Linked DNA regions of Mus musculus: region 1 is linked to region 2. Evidence: chromatin contacts called from public Hi-C data. All regions are on one chromosome and are shown on one strand. The core of a region is the stretch at or near the end of the contact, and the rest is flanking DNA. Distances in the headings are between cores, read along the strand shown.

Region 1 (5,854 bases), core at 711-3,210, 180 kb after region 2:
ATTCTCCATAACACCTAGTTTACACTTGATGCCCTTGCAGAGGACCCAGGTTCCATCTTCAGCACCTATGTGGGTGCTGACAATCCTCTATAACTTCAGTCTCAGGGGACCTGACACCCTCTTCTGATCAGGTACCCACAGAAGTGTACTTACAGCATACATACATACATACATACATACATACATACATACATACATACATGTATGTATGTACTTACATACATGCAAGCAAAAAAACTCACACACAAGATAATAAAATGAACCTAAATAAAGCAAAACAGCAATATTTGCAGAACTCTGCTGTGTGTTTGTGATCAAGAAATTCTTCCACTAGGACTCTATCTTATACATAAATCCACACAAGAACAGAGATATATCATTGAAATTCTACATGTTTGTATTAATAAAACAAAGGAAAGCAGGAATTCTCAAAGGAAAAAAAGGGAACATATGGTGTTCCACCCCACAGATTCAGGACAGTATCTAATATATATGATTGACTAAACACAAAGTCAGAAGCTTCGCATAGCGGTATGTGTCTGTAATCCCAACTCTTGAGAAGCAGATATGGGGTATCAAGAATCCAAAGTCAGCCACATACTGAATCTGAGGCCACCCTGGAGACTCTTCCTTCAGCCTCCCACCCACCCAAAATGACTGTAGTGTAGCTCCGTAACCGAGGGCTTTTGCCCAGCTTGCCCAAGCTCTAGGTTCTACTTCCATCACACAAGGACACACACACACACAGTTCCTGTCCCTTTTGGGGGACATTACAATAGAGTAGGTTAGAATAGGTAGGTGAAGGGAGAGCTAAGCAAATATTTGGAAACACATATTGGGCACTGCCAGGTAGCCATACTGTCTATCTGGGGTGCTATCTCAATATCTACTTTGTGATTTATTGCTCCCATCGGGCAGAGAGTGCCTGGCAGGAAGCAAGTCATTGGCCTGGGTGAGACTTACATCAGAGTTCCCGCACAGGCGTGGGTTATTGAAGAGGCCCTTGCACTTTAACATTTGTTTCTGTATTATACATATCATACATATGGCCAAACATAATTCAAAAAATTGCCCTGAGTGAAACATGGAATGCTAGGCACACGTGAAAAGACTGATGCCACCGTGGCTCCCAAACCACATACAGTCTCCTAAGCTGGCCATTCAAAGTGCTTCCTCACCGGTCACTTACCCACTTCTTTGCCCTTAGCTCCTGACTGATTTTTACCTCTGGATGTCTGCTACACCCAAACCTGCTCGTTTGGGATTCCCCACTCTACTCCAATCCACTGTGCCTTTACAAATATTTCTATACCTACCTGCTTGAAAACAAACAAACATACAAACTTGTATTCCTTTTTTGAACTTGCCGTGTTTCCTATTTTCTTTATGCTGTATTATCTTAACACACTATCCTGCAGCTGTTCATGAAATACTCATTTATAAGAATGTAAGGGAATCTCTACATTCCCACTATAGCTCCTTGAGGGTAGAGACCCAGTTTAGTGTTCAGTTATTGGTGTGGGTGTACACGCACATGTATTCTCTCTCTCTCCCTACCTCTATCCTGTTCTTCCCACCCCCACCCCCACCCCCACCCCCATCCTCCAGTCTCTAGTGCACATATGGAAGTCAGAAGACAACTTTCGGAGTCAGTTCTCTCTTTCCACCATGTAGGTTGGAGAGAACAAACTTGGGTCATCAGGCTTGGCAGCAGACACGTTTACTCCCTGAGCCATCTTGCCTGCCCTGGAAGATGTCTGTGTAGTGATGACACTTCTTGATACAGACAAGCTAGGTATAAGCTGCACCTCTCTTTAACTCTGAGTCCCTGTGGAAGGGCCTCACTCTCCAAGGCTTTGGCACTGAGATTCCTGTATGGACTCGTTCAGTGTGGACTACACAGCTAGCAGCAGCTTGCACAGGGAAGGGCTGCTTTCAGACGCACCAGAGCACCGGCTATGTCATTCCAGCCTTGACAGGAGCCTCAGGCAGGTGCTTGAACTTTCTTCCCTTCGCATAGCAAGCATCTCTCCAAACAAGCTTGGATGGCAACTTGTTTTCTTTGGCAAAATGATTAATGGGGAAAATGACTCATACGCCTGGTTACAGTGACATTTCTAATAACAGTGTCTTTTTGTTTATGGAGCACCGGGTAAAAATACCCAGGAATTTACTACCAGCGGGAGGACCACCTGTCTGCTGGAGGCACTGAAAAGGAAAAGCTGGGAAGGCAGCGTCCTGGAAGGGTACCCAAGAGGGTCTAAGTCTGTCACAGCCTCCTCCCAACTCCCCACAAATGACCCGAGCTTAGCAATAGCACCTGTGGAAACAAAGACAAATGCCTAGGGCTGGCTGGGGACCTAGATACCCTACAGGCAGCTAGAGAAACTTCCAGAAGCTTGTCTCATGCCTGGGTGTGGCAGAGCAAAGGAGCTGGGCAGCCAGGAGAGCCAAACATCCAAACTGAGGGGTAGAAACAAGGGAAGTTGGTGGGGCAGAAACACGTAATATGACTGGAAAAGCCAAGCAAGGGTAGTTAGACCACACCCCACCGTGCTTAGGACCCTGCAGTGTGGGATGAGCTAGGGTGGGGAGGAATGAGTTCTGATGGAAAGGAGGTACCATCTGTCCTCTGGAAGCTACAACAGGGCAGGCAGGTAAGAAGCAGGTACCGGTCTTCATCTGCACGAACAGAATGAAGAAGGACAACAAATTCCATGCTGATTGAGAAAGGATGCCAATTAAGGAGACATGCCAGAGCCTGGAGTTTTTTAAAGATAAAGCTAAGCAAGCTAGAGATACTCTTTAAGAATCATGGAAAGAATAATTCCCAGCAGCCTATTCTCTTAAAAATTAATAAGGAGCCAAGCATGTCGTGCAGGCCTCTAACCCCAGGACTCAGGTGGCAGAGAAGTCTGAGTTCAAGGGCCTCTTGGTCTTTACAAAGTGAGTTCCAGGCCAGTCATGGCTACACAGAGACACCCTGTCTAGAAACAAACAAACAACAACAACAAAGAATAAAGAAGCACAATACCAGGGGCTGGAATGTCACACCGAGGTAGAGTGTTATCTATAGGTCTGGGTTCCTTCCCCAGCATCAAGACAGTTTATAAAGGAGATGGATGGCTGGGGAGATGGGAAAGTGCTTAAGCATATTTACGTTTTATTCAACTTGACACAAGCTAGGTCATCCCAGAGCTCCTAAAGGGAGATGGGAAGAAACAACAGGGGGATCCTGGTAAGCCTGTGGAACAGCTAGCCTAGCATATGAAACCACAAACAAGAGACCCTGGCTCAAGCCAGCTGAAATCAAGCAGTTATACCAGAGGGTGTCCTCTGAAGTCCACATAAACACCCTCACATATAATAAGCACACACACACACACACACACACACACACACACACACACACACACACACTTTAAAATTCCTGTTAAGCTAGGTGCTGTGTAACCAGGAGCCCAACATCATCCTCAGATACATAGCAGGTTCAAGGTCATTCAGGATTACATAAAACCCTGTTCTAAATAAATAAATAAATAAATAAATAAATAAATAAAGCCTCATGCTGTATTACAAAATGAGCCCTGTAGCAGAACTAATTAGTTCTGACTATTCTCTCTTATTAGGGAAACATAGTGATTATTTAAATAACTAAAGAACAAAAAGAAACAAAGTTCACTGGCAATAGAAAGTATGTGCTTCGGTACAGGCCTTTATTTCCAGCACTTGGGAGGCAGAGATAGGCGGGTCTCTGGGAGTTCTAAGACAGCCTGGCATATGAGTTCCAGGATAGCCAAGGCTCTTACAAAGAGAAATCCTCTCTCAAAAAACAAAACCAAAGAGGGAGGGAGAAAGGAAGGAAGGAAGGACAAACTTAACTATGCAAAACCCCTGAAGAGTTCTGTATTTACTTGTCCAAAATTTTTAGCAGAAAGCTCTAGAAAAATACCAGTTTGGGCCCCAAAAGGTGGCTCAGACAGTAAAGTTCTTGCTATGAAAGCCTAATAGCTTGAGTGTGACTCTCAAACCCACAGAAAGGTAGAAGAGACTCAGCTCCACAAAGTTCTCTCTGATCTCCATATGCACACTGTGGCGTCTGTACTCACTCGTGTGTACACACACACACACACACACACACACACTCACACTCATGATGATGATGACAATGATGATGATGATGATGATGATATCTGGTCAAACCAAGTCTGAAAACAGGTATAAAAAGAGACTATTTGCCTGGCCGTGGTGGAGCATGCCTTTAATCCTAGGATCTCTGTGAGTTCAAGGCCACTGGTCTACAGAATGAGAAAGAGTAAAAGAGAGAAAGCCAGTGAGAGAGAGAGATGGAGATGGGAGAGGGAGAGGGAGAGGGAGAGGGAGAGGGAGAGGGAGAGGGAGAGGGAGAGGGAGAGGGAGAGGGAGAGGGAGAGGGAGAGGGAGAGGGAGAGGGAGAGGGAGAGGGAGAGCAAAAGAGCTAGATTCTTCATTCTTAGATTCAAAACAAACAAAAAGGCTGAGGACGTGGCTCAGTTGGAACAGCTTGCTTAGCATGCACAAAGCTCTTGTTCAACCACCAGTACTATAAAAACAAACAAATCAGGGTAGCAAAGCCGTGACTCATCCGTCACATGAAGAGATGCAGCAGAAACAGTTCAGGTGAGCACCCTAGGAAGAGCAGTGAGGAAAACTCCACTGGGTGGCAAAATCCTATTGATTTAACTAGAGTGTTTTGAGACAGGGTCTCGTGCTGTCAAGGCTGCTCTTGGTCGTTCTGTTTCTACCTTCTGAGCTCTGAAATCACAGGCATTATATCATCATATTGCACTAAGACCTTTCTCTCTATGTGTGCATTTGTTGTGAATGTGTGTGTGTGTGTTGAGTATGTTTTGAATATTTTAAATTTATTCTTTGACAAGTTGACAATTTCAAACATGTATACAATGTATCTTGTTTGTATCCAACAGAAATCCCCATGGCTACTCCTCTGGGTTTCCCTAATATTTTCTCTTCCTACCTTCCTGTCTTTCTTTTTAGAGCCTATTGAGTCTGGCTAGCACTGCCTGCATGCACATGACTGTGGAGCCATCCACTGGAGCCTGGGTAACGTAACAATAGACACACTCCTAAAGAAAAATGACTCTCCTGCTCATCAATTGAACTTGTGGATTGCCAACAGTTCCTCGGCTGTGGGAAAGCCTCGTGAACTCCTCTCCCCTCCAGGCTGGAATGTTGACTGACTTGATCTCATGCAGGTCTTGTGCTGGTAAGCACAGCTGTTGTGAGCTCATGAGTGCCATAGCCATGCCATGCCCATAAAAGCATTTCACAGCACCCCTCCCTGACCTTCCACTCTTGCGTTATTTCTGCCCCATCTTCCTTGACAGTCCTTGAGTTGTGGGTGGAGGGGTTGTAGGACTGATATAAACGTCCCGTTTGGGGGTGAGCTCTCAAGAGTCCCTTATCCTCAGCATTTTGACCAGTAATCAGGTTGAGAGCAGCACTAATGTATGGTTATAAATGTAAATATTTTAGAAGGCTGTTTGACAGCATGTCCATTTAGCAAATAAGAGTAGAGGTTCCTCTATAGCCATGAGCTTTAGACCATAGTACCAGGCATGGATTGTCTCCTGTAGAGAGAATTCCTTCCTCAAATCTAAGCAGGAAACAGTTGGTTATCTCCACAGTAGCTATGCTGCTATTGCACAGGTAGGCACACTTTGCCTGGCAGGCCGGCGTTGTAATATGCAGGATCCACTGCTGGGTAAATCCACTGATGGCTCTTCTTCCCTAGTGGGGCTGCAGAGTATCTTCCAGCACTGTGAAACATGACCAGCAGGGAAAAGGTTTTCAG
Region 2 (5,976 bases), core at 2,855-5,354:
CATGTCAGCCTGGTCTACAAAGGGAGTTCCAGGACAGCCAAGGCTATTACATAGCGAAACCCTGTCTCAAAACAACAAAACAAAAACAAAAATAAAAACAAAAAAAAAAAAAAACCCAAAAACCCCTCACCTTTTCTCACCATTCTAAAGCTGGGCACGACAGGGCATACCTGCCATCCCAGCATTTGGGAGGCTGAAGCAGGGAGATGGTCTGACCTGGGCCTGTGCATCAAACACTAGACTAGCCTAGATAGAGATCCCGTCTCAAAAACACACAGTTCACCAAACCCCAAACAAAACAGTCTTTCACGTTCTAGGAGCCTATGCTGATCTCTGGGTAGATTTTATATCTATTTTTCTATTCCTATAAAATACTGAACTTAAAAATCTATTTGCATTCTTCTCATTGCCTTGTTGAGTCGTTGAAACCACAGCCCAAGTCATTTCACTTTTCACCGTCTCCTAACTTTAGAAGTTGCATATTTATTGCCCTCAGAGCTGTGAAGTTTAAATGAGGTAAGATACAGAGCATATTTGTGCACAGCAAAAGAAAGCTCAAAGTCCTAGGTCAGTCTGGCCCTGCTGGTACTATATTTATACACAAAATCTTAGGACCTTTTCTTGTTTTGTCTCTTAAGATGAGTGTCACGAAGACCAGGATGGCCTTGAACTCTCTAAGTACTCAAGGACAACTTTGAAACCCTGATCCTCTTGTTTCCACCACCACAGTCTCTGAGTACTGGAGTACAGGCTGTTGTACATGACTTTGAGTCAAACTACTGCTATCTTCAGGATTCCAGCTGGGCCTGCTAGCCAAAGATCACCACAGTGGGGGGTTCTGACTTTATTTTTCCTCCAGGAAGGAAAGAGGGGGTAAGGGGAATCTCATCTGACTATCCAGCCCCTCTTCACAAGCAGTTCTATGCAATTCTGCTTGAAGGTGGCTTTGGGGGTGGAGAATTGTATCTGGGTGGAGCTAGGGTATATCGGTAAGACATGAAAGGCTGGGACTCTATGTATACTAGCTGTATACATAGGTGGGTGCCCGGTTTTGTGCGTCAACTTGACACAAGCTGGTGTTATCACAGAGAAAGGAGCCTCCCTTGAGGAAATGCCTCCATGAGATCCAGCTGTAAGGCATTTTCTCAATTACTGATCAAGGGTAGGAAGGCCTATTGTGGGTTGGTGTCATCCCTGGGTTGGTAGTCCTAGGTTCTGTAAGAAAGCAAACTGAGCAAGCCAGGGGAAGCAAGTCACTAAGCAGCACCCCTCCATGGCTTCTGCATCAGCTCCTGCCTCCAAGTTCCAGTCCTGACTTCCTTTGGTGAAGAACAGCAAAATGGAAGTGTAAGCTGAATAAACCATTTCCTCCCCAACTTGCTTTTGGTCATGATATTTGTGCAGAAATACAAACCCTGACTAGGACAAATTGGTACCTGTCCCGGCCTTTGGGACAGTCGACCAGGGTCTGGGGAACCACCTATGGAGAGAACGAGAGGTGAGAAGCACAAGGACTGACAGCAAGTCTGATTGATCAAGCTGTCAAATTTTTATTGTTCCCAGGCAGATTTTATGCCCACAGAAGCAGGGTATGGGGAGGGGGATTTCGCAGAATTGCTTTGTTTCTGGGAGAACGCACCTGTTCCCAAAAGCAGGCTATTGGCTAGGTAAAAAGTTCAGCAGGAGGAACAGAACAGAATGGGTTGCAAGGTACCTGTCCACAAGATCTACAGCTATTTGTTCTTAACTGGGGGTAGTAGTTTCCATAGAGGCCTCAACTTTTTCCCACAGAAATCTAAACTAAGCTAGTGCTTTTCCACTAAGGCCAAGACTTTGTAAGTAAGCACTTATGGCTAACAAGGCAGTTAACATTCAAACACGGTCGCTCCCAACAGGTACCAGCATAGTGGGGTATTCCTGTGACAACCTGACCATGTTTTGGGGAGGACTGTGGAAGAACTTTGGAACTTTGAGCTAGAAGAGCATTGGTTTTTAAGAGCTCTGTGGGATGTTGTGTAGGAGCTTGGAAGATAATGTTGAGAACAGTGCAGAAAATGGAGGCCTGGCTTGTGAAACTTCAGAGGGATATTAAAGAATCTTTTATTGTTTGTTTGTTTGTTTGTTTTTTCAAGACAGGGTTTCTCTGTGTAGTCCTAGCTGTCCTGGAACTCACTCTGTAGACCAGGCTGGCCTCGAACTCAGAAATCTGCCTGCCTCTACCTCCCAAGTGCTGGGATTAAAGGCATGTGCCACCAATGCCCAGCGATATTAAAGAATCTTACCAGGGCTGTTGCTACTTTGATTGTGAAGATTCTGTGGTTTTGGTTAGCTGGAGCTGAAGGATCAGCTGTGGTTAACAAGATACCAGGACTACTAAAGCGAAACCTTTGCATTACTGGGGCAATTGATGCTGGTTAGCTGGAGCTACGAAATTAGCGGTGATAAAGAAGAGGCCAGCATCACTGAGGTGACATCTTCTGGAAGGTGTTTTCTGAGAGCACAGAAGCTGTGTTCTGGAGACAACCACAGTTGTGCCTCATGTAGGACCCATACTTGGTAATGTATAAGAGTCACCCAGGTGGTACTGGTTTTGAAACATGAAGGGGTAGCAGCTGATGCTTGGCTCTGTGAGAGGCCAGGAGAGGTCACTGGTGAAGGTGCAGCCACAGTGGCAGTTGAAGGCCCAGGACTAAAGGGGTCATGCAGAGAAGTTGAAGCTTAGCACCATGAAAAGAGCCTATGAGAGTGAAAGTGCAGTCCAGTTGTAGCAGAAAACAGCAGTGTTTTGGAGATGCCAGTACCACTGAGAACAGCAACACTGGTGTACAGGCATCTGGAGCCTAGAAAACAAGGTGGGTGCTACAAAGGGCTGAGCTGGAGAAGTAACACAAGCCCTTGGAGGAGCCCAGAGCATCGAGAGTGGATCCCAGACATTGGATAGTCAGAGTTTGATTTTGCTTTTGATTGTGACTATGCCCTGGTATTTTTCCCTCTTGAAGTATGAAAGTATTTTAGTGGAGCCCACAGATAGGAGACTGAATTGTAAAAAGACTTTGAATTTCAAGATATTAGATATTTTAAAGGGATTGAACTTCGGTGGTAGTTGAGACTGTAGAAGGGTATAGATGTATTTATATCTCCCCCAAGGAAGGAATTTTAGCAACACAGGCATACATCATAAAGCCAAGCTGCTTGTAATATCTTGAAACAGATGAGAGAATCCCTATAAGGCATTGGGTTACTACCCATCTATATGAGATTGGCTCAGATAAGCAGTTTCCTTTTTTTGTATTAGCTGTTTATCTTCCTGGCTTCTGGTAGTTCCATAGTGATCTGTCAATAAAACAGCATATTCTAACAATTTCTTACTTATTTCTAACTCCTTAAAACACACACACACACAGTCTTGGCATTTCCTGTATGGCCTCCTACTACAAAACTCCCTGCTTTCAAAGTTTAGAAAAGAACTCTGCTTCTGTACTAGTGTGAATTGAAATTTGAGGGCTACAGACTACCTTTCTTCCTCATTGGTAAAATAGGTGTAAAAATACCGATTTTTGCCTGACATGGTGGTGGTTTACCCTGTAACCCAGCACTTCTGTTGATTGAGCCAGGATCGAGAATTCGAGGTCACCAGGGTCATACAGAGTGAACTTCTATCTCAAAAACAAAAACCCAGACCATTCTGTAAAGTCGTTTGAAGATAACCAGCATTACAGTTCTTTTTTTTTTTTTTTAAAAAGATTTATTTATTAATTGATTTTTATGTATATGAGTACACTACAGCTGTCTTCAAACGCACCAGAAGAGGGCATCAGATCCCATTACAGATGGTTGTGAGCCACCATTTGGTCGCTGGGAATTGAACTCAGGACTTTCGGAAGAGCAGTCAGTGCTCTTAACCGTTGAGCCATCTCTCCAGCCCCAGCATTATGGTTCTTAATATGTGTTGCTCAAAGGTAATTAATGTGTCTTCGGGGGTAGGAAAAGGCTTTATCTTTTGGACATCTTTGGCCTTGGGGAAGCCTAGCCCTTTAAGGCAGCGCCGCCCCAGCCTCCAGCGCGCGTCTCTTGCCCCGCCCCACCCCTCGGGTTTGGAGGCGGGACCTCCAAACCCGGAACTGAAGGCCGCGCATTGCCGGCCCGGCCAATCGGCGTCCCGGAAGGAGCGAGCTGAAGCCACCGAGCCAGTGAATGACAGCAGCGCCGCCCGCCGGTCGCGGCTGCAGCCCTGCCGGCGTCCCGAGCCTCCTGTCAACGCGAGCGGCGTGCTTTCCAGCGGCGCCTCTCCAAGTGTCTGTGGCCCAGCGGGGTCTCCCCGCTCTCCCTAGCCTCTGCCCCGGTGTCCCTCCGCTGCAGGGGCCATGGGCAGCGAGCAGAGCGCGGAGGCCGAGAGCCGCCCCGGCGATCTGAACGCCTCAGGTCGGTGCCTCACCTCCCCGCACCGGTGTTGCTGGCGAAGCCGACCGCCCCGGTGCAGGCCCTCTGTGTTCCCTAACACAAAAAAAGCGTGGCCTCCCGCCCCAGTCCTAGTCCCCTAAACCGGCTTGCCCGGCTTCACTCTAATTTCTAAAAGACGACCTACTTAGTGTTCGGTTCCTGGACTCCACACTGACGTGGAGACTTGGGTCACACTGGATCGATCATACCCGAGTCCTCCAAGATCAGGTTTTCTGAAAATCGGGGTGTCGAGGAACCTTTTCAGAAGGGTCCTGTGAGCACTGGGCGGTCACTCTCAGTGTTTGGGTGCAAATATTTCCAGGCACCGCTCTCTGGCCACTCAGGTATCGGTTTTTTGTTTTGTTTTGTTTTAATAATTTTAAAAATAAGTTGGCCAGGTGGCAGGCAGTCTCTCGTGTATCTTCTGTTCACATTTTTTAGACGTCTCTTAGCATTTGGGGTAGGATTTGGAAGGGTTTTGTCCTGTACCTGTAGTAAGTGCTCAATAAAACAGCTGGCAATTGAAAACCATTTGGTCCTTTTGTTGTTACTTAGGTAACCTCTGAGAGGGCCCTCGATAGGCTCAAGGGTTACAAGCCTAATTAGTTAAACTCTCTCATAGCCAAAGAGTCTCAGAGTGGCTCTCTACTTGGTAATCTTTGCAACTTAGAAATGTGGAAGCTAACAGATGATTCATGCTGAAGGGCGTTCCTTCAAGACCTGCAGTCAGGGGCTTGCAGCTACTAGCTTTGTTATGTTTTCATTCCTTGGAAGGCCTAGAGTATCACGTCTGTTTTTAAGAAACCCGCAAAAATGGCTCATCTCATACTTTTTTTTTTTCTGTATCAGGCCAGAAGCACACTTTAGGGGAAGTAGTGTAGCATCCTATCAGACAGTTGCTCATCCGGGAACCATAGAAATGAGCATAGGCTCATTTCTGATAGAACGTACACATCCCGTGCCAGGATAATGTTTATAGTATACCCATTTTTGCCCACATCTTTACCAATTTTATGCATAAATAATGCCTAACTGCTTTGAAGTCCCTTTTCCTTTGAGTCTGGAGGAATCGTGTAATTTGTTGCAGAAAAGACTGGTACTGCTTTTGTAAAGTGTCAGATAAATGACAAAGCCAAGATAAACTTTTCCTGAAAAAGCAATAAAAGCGGCAGAGGTCCATCGTTGTTGTCATCTGTCCCCCACTCCCACCCCAGCACGGTGAGGCACCAGGAGAAGCTCGCTCCTGGAAGATGGAGTAGTTCTGTGGTATTTATCCTCAGGACAGACGGATGGGCCTGAGTGTGTTTACTGTTTACCAGAACTTTCAAGAATAAGACAGCTTAGGGATTCATTCTTGTTCCAGCCAGGAAATTATTTGGGTAAGAGGATATCTTGTTCTAGAGACTCCTTGTAGGTTTACATTGACATGCCCCGGAAGCAATGCTCCCATTTTCTGAATGGTTCCTATTGATGGTTTCTGTCCTCCGTGCACAAATGCTGCACCAAGCTCCCTGAAGCCTTAGGTATAGACTTATA

What was found. A called contact is a pair of places that touch in the nucleus more often than the background predicts.
Region 1: a Hi-C map of epidermal suprabasal cells shows a contact between it and region 2, with 2.6 times the contacts expected there. The contact joins the enhancer-like site here to the promoter of Borcs5 in region 2. A contact is called at or near these places in 29 of 39 promoter capture datasets (the 3T3-L1 cell line, 3T3-L1-derived adipocytes, the C10 cell line and 18 more), 9 of 15 datasets of contacts at CTCF or cohesin (CD8 T cells, the G1E-ER4 cell line, embryonic stem cells and 4 more), 110 of 484 Hi-C or Micro-C datasets (B cells, the Ba/F3 cell line, the C2C12 cell line and 56 more), 46 of 115 datasets of contacts at active chromatin or transcription factors (the 230-238 cell line, the NIH/3T3 cell line, SST interneurons and 27 more) and 4 of 9 other capture datasets (adipose tissue, embryonic stem cells, liver and 1 more).

Annotation. Positions count from the first base shown.
Region 1 is chr6:134,815,346-134,821,199 of GRCm38.p6, forward strand. 1700055D16Rik (RIKEN cDNA 1700055D16 gene) reads left to right here. Exons shown (of 2, transcript NR_151454.1): 2 at 5,038-5,854. Among named protein-coding and RNA genes, the nearest start is that of Crebl2, 12 kb to the right of the region's middle. Within about 2 kb of position 1,961, at least 25 of the 459 cell types and tissues checked have an H3K27ac peak or open chromatin away from gene starts, as enhancers often do. A contact at or near this core is called in the HL-1 cell line, the SN4741 cell line and epidermal suprabasal cells, where this site is marked.
Region 2 is chr6:134,636,836-134,642,811 of GRCm38.p6, forward strand. Borcs5 (BLOC-1 related complex subunit 5) reads left to right here and starts at 4,105. Exons shown (of 4, transcript NM_026371.3): 1 at 4,105-4,422. The coding sequence starts at 4,365.